2 separate regions of the Notamacropus eugenii genome follow, and region 2 is linked to region 1. Evidence: chromatin contacts called from public Hi-C data. All regions are on one chromosome and are shown on one strand. Each heading gives the region's core, a stretch centred on a gene start, on an enhancer-like site or on the middle of the called end of the contact. The rest is flanking DNA. Distances are from core to core; before and after follow the strand shown.

Region 1 (2,970 bases), core at 138-2,637:
CCAATTGCCTGTCAGGCCTGGGGCTGCCTTCTAGCCTGGCCAACCGTCCTTCTGGACAGCGTTTACAAAGCGATTTACATTTATTTTCTCTGTTAGTCTCACTTCTGGCTTTTCAGGGCGCACTCCCTGCTTTCTCCACAGTCTCAGAAAGCCTGCTCTTTGGTCACTCCAGCCCTGAACGTCACACCTCAGCCCTTCAGCTTCTCCCTCTCATTGGCTGGTTCCTACCAGACCTCCATTTAAAGGAGGAGGCTCTGACCAGCCAGACCGTAGCAGAGGCTGCCCTCTGGACTCTCCTGATTTTCTCTACTTTGCCCCTGCCATTCTCCTCACCCGCTTTTCAGCTCTCGTTTAGATGTTTCTGTAAGGTCCAGGAGGGTAGGGGCTGTTTACTTTTATCTGTATTCCTAGTCTTGGGCACTTAGTGACCGATGAATGAAGGGCCCGTGGACAACTCCAGGAAGCAGGATTTCAGGTTAATATGAACAGCATTTTACAAATGAGGAAACAGGGGCACAGAGGATTTTTTGGGGGGTGACTTGTCTACGGTCCCCCAGTTAGTTTGAGGTAGAATTTGAACCCAGGCCTCCCCGACTCCAAGTTTAGCGTTCTGCTCACGTCACCACCCAGGTGCAGTCCCAACAACCCCGGGTTCATGGGTGCGTAAAGCTCCAGCGGGAAGGTTGGACCACATGCCCAGTTCAGTCACACCGAGCAGGACAGCTGGGACCGGGCCACTTCGGGGCGGCCCCCGGGACAGGGCAATACCGCTAACATCTGCTTAGCGCTTTCGGGATGGCGAAGCGCGGGGCACGCGGGACATCTCGTTTGATGCCCCCCAAAAGGCCCGGCCCGGCTGGCCCGGCTGCATTTGGTGCGGTAGGGACGCCCGCTGTCCAGATGGGGAGACTGAGGCCGGGAGAGCTCGCCCTGGCGGAGATCCCGACGAGACAGGGCGGTTGGGGAGGGGGCGGCGCACTTGCCCTGGAGCCACGTCCGGAAGGTGGCCGGGTCTACGCGGTCCTCAGGCCGGAGCTGGTCCAGCCGCACAGTGACCCCTCCGAAGCGATCGACCTGTCCTCGCAGGCCGCCGGGGCCGGGGCCGGGGCCGCTGGACAGCGCGCGGGCCGCCTCCTGCCTAAGCAGCCCCGGCTGAAGCTGCAACTGTAGCGCCGGCAAATGTAGCAACTGCAAGTGTAGCAGCAGCGGCTGCCGCCTCCCCCGCCACAGCCCCCACATCCCGCCGCTGCTGCTGCCGGAGGCCGCCGGAGGGGGCGGGGCCGGCCGTAAGCCTCCGAATAGCAGCGCAGCCCCAGCCCCGCCCCCTTACCGGACCAGCCATTAGGAAAGGAGGCTGCAGGCAGGGCAGGAAGAGGCCCGGCTCGGGATCCACGGTCCCGGAGCTAGCCATCCCGCTCCCCAGCCTCTGCCCCCAGGACAGCGCCAATGGGGCTCCTGTAAGCGGATGTGGGAGGCGGCCGGGAAAGGCCCAGCTCGGCCAAGGTCCCCGCCTCAGTAGGCGCGCCTGGGGCTCGGGGAGGCTCGGCCTCGGAGTATTTCGGCGGGGCGGGGCCTGGGGGCGGAGTCCCGGCCACCTCTGCCCAGGAAGTTTTTCTGTGCACTCACGTGGTGCCGGCGGCCGGGCTGCTGCTGCCCTCCCCCCGGGCCCCTCCTGCCCCCCCAGGGCCCCTCCTGCTCCCCCCCCAGAGCCCCGGCTGTTCCCTCTCCTGCCCCCCCAGAGCCCCGGCTGCTCCCCCTCCTGCCCCCCCAGAGCCCCGGCTGCTCCCCCTCCTGCCCCCCCGGGCCCCTCCTGCCCCCCCAGAGCCCCGGCTGCTCCCCCTCCTGCCCCCCCGGGCCCCTCCTGCCCCCCCAGGGCCCCTCCTGCTCCCCCCCCAGAGCCCCGGCTGTTCCCTCTCCTGCCCCCCCAGAGCCCCGGCTGCTCCCCCTCCTGCCCCCCAGGGCCCCGGCTGCGCCCCCTCCTGCCCCCCAGGGCCCCTCCTGCCCCCCCAAGGCCCCTCCTGCCCCCCCAGGGGTCGAGTCTCCACCCCCGGCATGTCCTCCAAGAAAAGCAAAGCGCGGCGGAGCCAGGGCGCGGGCAGCGGCTCCCCCGCCACCTCCCCCGGACCCTCGCCCGCGGGCACGCCCGGCCCTGGCCCGGACCCCGGGGCCGGCCGCCTGGTCGTGGTGGATTTGGTGGAAAAAGGTAAAGCTCCCGGGGAGAAAGGGCGGGGGCGGCCACCGCGCGGGGCTGCCCGGAGACCCTGCCTGCTGGCAGAGAAGCTGGCATCTGCTCCTCGCTCCGCCCTTTCCTGGCGCCTCAGTTTCCTTCTCTGTCAAATGCGGGTGGGCGTGGAAGGACCCCTCCAGACCCGTGCCCTGTGACTGGCGGCCCTGCCCACTGTGTGAGCCAGTGAAGGGGAGAGCGGCAAGGCCTCTTACCTGCCCGTGCCGCCGTGGGGAGGGGCCTGTGCCTGCGATCTCCTCCCCTGGAGCCGAGGGTCTTAGCTGCCTGGAGACTTTCCCCGGCTCCGCAGCCAGAATGGGTCCGAGGTGGGACTTGAACTCAGGTCTCCCGGGCTCTGAGGCCAGCTGTGGAGCCGCCAGCGCGGGGGATACCCATAGGAGAGGAAGACGGTTGTTAGTGCCGTGATTATCGAGCAGTGATGGGTTTGCACGAGCTTGTCCTTCCAGTCACCCAGTAGAGTAGGTGGCACACGTAGCTTTGCCTTTTCCATTCCCTTGTTCTGAGGACCTTGGGGTGGCAGACCCCAGCCTCCTGGGTTTCCTTACCTGGATAGACCAGCGGCCTTGAATGCCCATACCTGCTGTTCAGGAGTGCCCATCCTCAGGTGTTTGTGGTGGTACGCAGGCAATACTACCACTTAGGGTGGTTTCCAGGATCCAAGGCTTCCTCATCTAGAGCCAGAACCCACCTGTGAGCGCCTCTAATCCAACCTCCTTGCTTTACAG
Region 2 (2,974 bases), core at 262-2,761, 140 kb before region 1:
CTGCTGTGGGGAGAGGCCCCGGGGGACGCCGAGGCTCCGGGGTGCGCGCGTGTGCGTGGGCCCCGTGCGTGCCAAGTGCCGGGGCGGGGGAGTGGGCGTGCGCGTGCGCGCGTGTGCTCCGGCCAGGGCGCACCCCTCTTGGGGACGCCCCGTAATCCTGTCCCTCTGGGTCCTCCGCCCCCGCCCCTCGTTTACTGGACGGAGAAGGAAGCTGAGGCGCCCGTCCTGGGGGAGGGGGGCGCAGGGGCGCAGCGCTGGGTGCGTGGCGGGCGCTCAGCGAATGCCCAAGGTCTCCGAGCATCCGAAAGGAGAGGCCTTCTCCTGTAGCGCCGGGTCATAGGTCATAGGTCATGTCATCACGTGGGGAGAGGGAGAGAGGGGGGAGGAGGAGAGAGGGAGAGAGGGAGGGGAGGGGGAGGGGGGAAGGGAGGGGGAACGAGAGGGGGAGGGGGAGATGAGAGAGATGGGTAGATAGTTGGATAGATAGAGAGGGAGATGGGTAGATAGATGGGTTGATAGACGCAGATGGGTAGATAAATAGGTAGACAGATGGACAGATAGATGGGTAGATAGATAAGATAGATGGACAGAAAGATAGGGAGATAGATAAATGGATAGATATGGTAGAGAGATGAACAGTTAGCTGGGTAGATAGACAGATGCACAGATACGTGGATAGACAGGTAGATATGGTAAATAGACAGATGGACAGGTAGATATGGTAGATATAGATAGGTAGGTAGATAGGTAGGTAGGTGGATATGCATAGGTGGTGTGCATACATCAATGAATAGGAACACAGGTGCATAAATACAGTTCCAGAAGTCATCTGTATCATTTTGTGTGTCAGCATATTTCACATGTGCATAAATGTGTAAATGATTTATGACTTCATAAGCATAGGGCACTCCTGGTGTGGAAACGCCCTTCACTAAAAGATCTTAACCTCTGTATGACCTATTGCCTGGCTAAGGCACATAGAGAGAGGGTAATTAACTTATTATGCAAGGTCCCACGGCTAGTGTCAGAAGTGGAATTTGAACCCGTGGCTTTAAGCCCAGCACTTGATCCACTGTTCCTTGATATCCCTTTGGCACATGTAGGAGCCATAATGATCAAAGGCTATCATACTGCCAATGCAAATAGGGGTTTTTAATACTTATTTACTCTTATTTCATTGATTCATTTAAGTAAACATGGTTTTACTTTTTCTTTACAGAAGAGAAAATTCCACCGAAATGTAATCAAGGTCTAATTATCAAGTCCTGTCAGTGGAAAAGACTCCCATGTAGAAGGAGTAGCATACTTGCAAAGGGAGTATCTTAGCCATAGATGGTAGCATCTACCACATGTACATTCAGATCAAAGGATGATACCCTGTCAGCAGGATCTGAGCACAATGCACAGCCTGTTTTCATACTGCTTTGAGTCATGTAAGATTTGTAACTACCATTAACATTGAATGAGTGTGAGGTGTTAGGAGCTTTTATTTCCTTGGAGATACTGAATCATGGTCATGGCTTGCATAAATATAAACAGAAGGAGACACATGGGCCTTCAGCAGCTTTCATCATTAACAGAAACAGGCCGAAGTTTCCTAGGCCCAGTAAAGTCGACCAAATTTATTATAGGCGAAAGATCTCATGAAAGTGTATTGACCTGTTCTACAGTGAGGCTTCTTGAAAATCTGGATTTAAGTAGTTCTGTTGGACAGCTTCTTTATGAAACAGTGCAGTCGCAGAAGACTGCGTATGGGACTGGGATCAATACCCTGATGTTTCTCATCGGTGCGTGGAGCGCCTCTGCCCTGGAGTGTCTTCAGCAGGACATCCCTATTTCAGTCATAGTGTCTGTGATGTCAGAAGGCCTGAAGTCTTGCAGGGAGGAAGTTGATCGTCTTCAAATCCCTCTTCATGATGTGGTTGGTAACACTGGAGACACAAGGAGATATCCTTTTCTTGGAAACTTGAGCATCATTCCCAGCCCCCTTGTGCAGATTCCAGCAGAGATTCCTTGGATCCAAAGAGAGCCTGGCATAAAGAATGTGTCTTCACAGCCATCCGCTCCCACGTTTTCTTCTGGACGCTCCTCTGAATTATCTTCTAGGTCTTCTTACTTCTGTTCCCAATCTGTAGTTAAAGGAAATAAAACTATGTCTCTGATTCCCCAAATCAGTCTGATTCCAAATAGCCACACCAGGAAATCAAGACTAAGCCACAGTAGGCATTTTAGTAGGGCAGAAAATGACTCTTATCAGACAAGCAGCAAAGGACAGACAGACACTTATGTACAGAATTGTGGTGATTTGGTGCAGTTGGCAGTGGGTCTGAGTCATGGAGATCATAGCAGTATGACGTTAGTGGAAGCAGCAGTCAGATGCCAATATCAGAATGCACATGTGAGAAAGAGGAATTGTACCGAGCCATTTAGGTTTGATATATCAAAAATTTCCACTTGCTGTTTACCAGGCGTCCCGGAAAGCTTTTCTTGTGTTTGTTCTGGATACATAACTCTTGTATCAATACACTATACCACTATAGTCAGAGAACTCCAGAATCAGCCTTTGAGGGTAGTTCTCATTGATGGTGACTTCAAAGAGAATTACCACCACTTGGGATTTAATGCCCTGGAAAATGTCAAGACTGAACGGGAAAATCTGACATATCATGAGAAACTGTGGCTGGACCATACTTTGGAGATATTAACTCAGTTAAATGTCAACCTAGTTATGGTGCGAGGAAATGTGTCTGAAAATTTAACGGAAAGGTGTATGTGTAGCAAGTTGCTGCTTGTTGGACCAGTGAGTCATCATGTGCTGCAGGATTTTGCAGAGGTCACTGGAGCAGTGCAGGTGACCTATGCCACACAACTGAATGAAGACTGTGTGGGGAGTGATGTCTATGTGAGCCTGTGGAGAGCAGGTCAATTGAATGCCAAAGAAGTGAGCAACAAGGTGGCAATCTTAATAAAGGCT

Evidence for each region. Hi-C and Micro-C count contacts between places; a contact is called where the count stands out from the background.
Region 2: a Hi-C map of mixed tissue shows a contact between it and region 1, with 4 times the contacts expected there. The contact joins the promoter of BBS12 here to the promoter of AFG2A in region 1. A contact is called at or near these places in 2 of 2 Hi-C or Micro-C datasets (blood and mixed tissue).

The regions. Positions count from the first base shown.
Region 1 is chr7:161,711,300-161,714,269 of mMacEug1.pri_v2, reverse strand. It overlaps AFG2A (AFG2 AAA ATPase homolog A), which reads left to right and starts at 1,387. Exons shown (of 14, transcript XR_011970731.1): 1 at 1,387-2,203. NUDT6 (nudix hydrolase 6) reads right to left here and starts at 1,288. Exons shown (of 5, transcript XM_072625110.1): 1 at 984-1,288. The coding sequence starts at 1,239.
Region 2 is chr7:161,846,936-161,849,909 of mMacEug1.pri_v2, reverse strand. It overlaps BBS12 (Bardet-Biedl syndrome 12), which reads left to right and starts at 1,511. Exons shown (of 1, transcript XM_072625114.1): 1 at 1,511-2,974. The coding sequence starts at 1,511.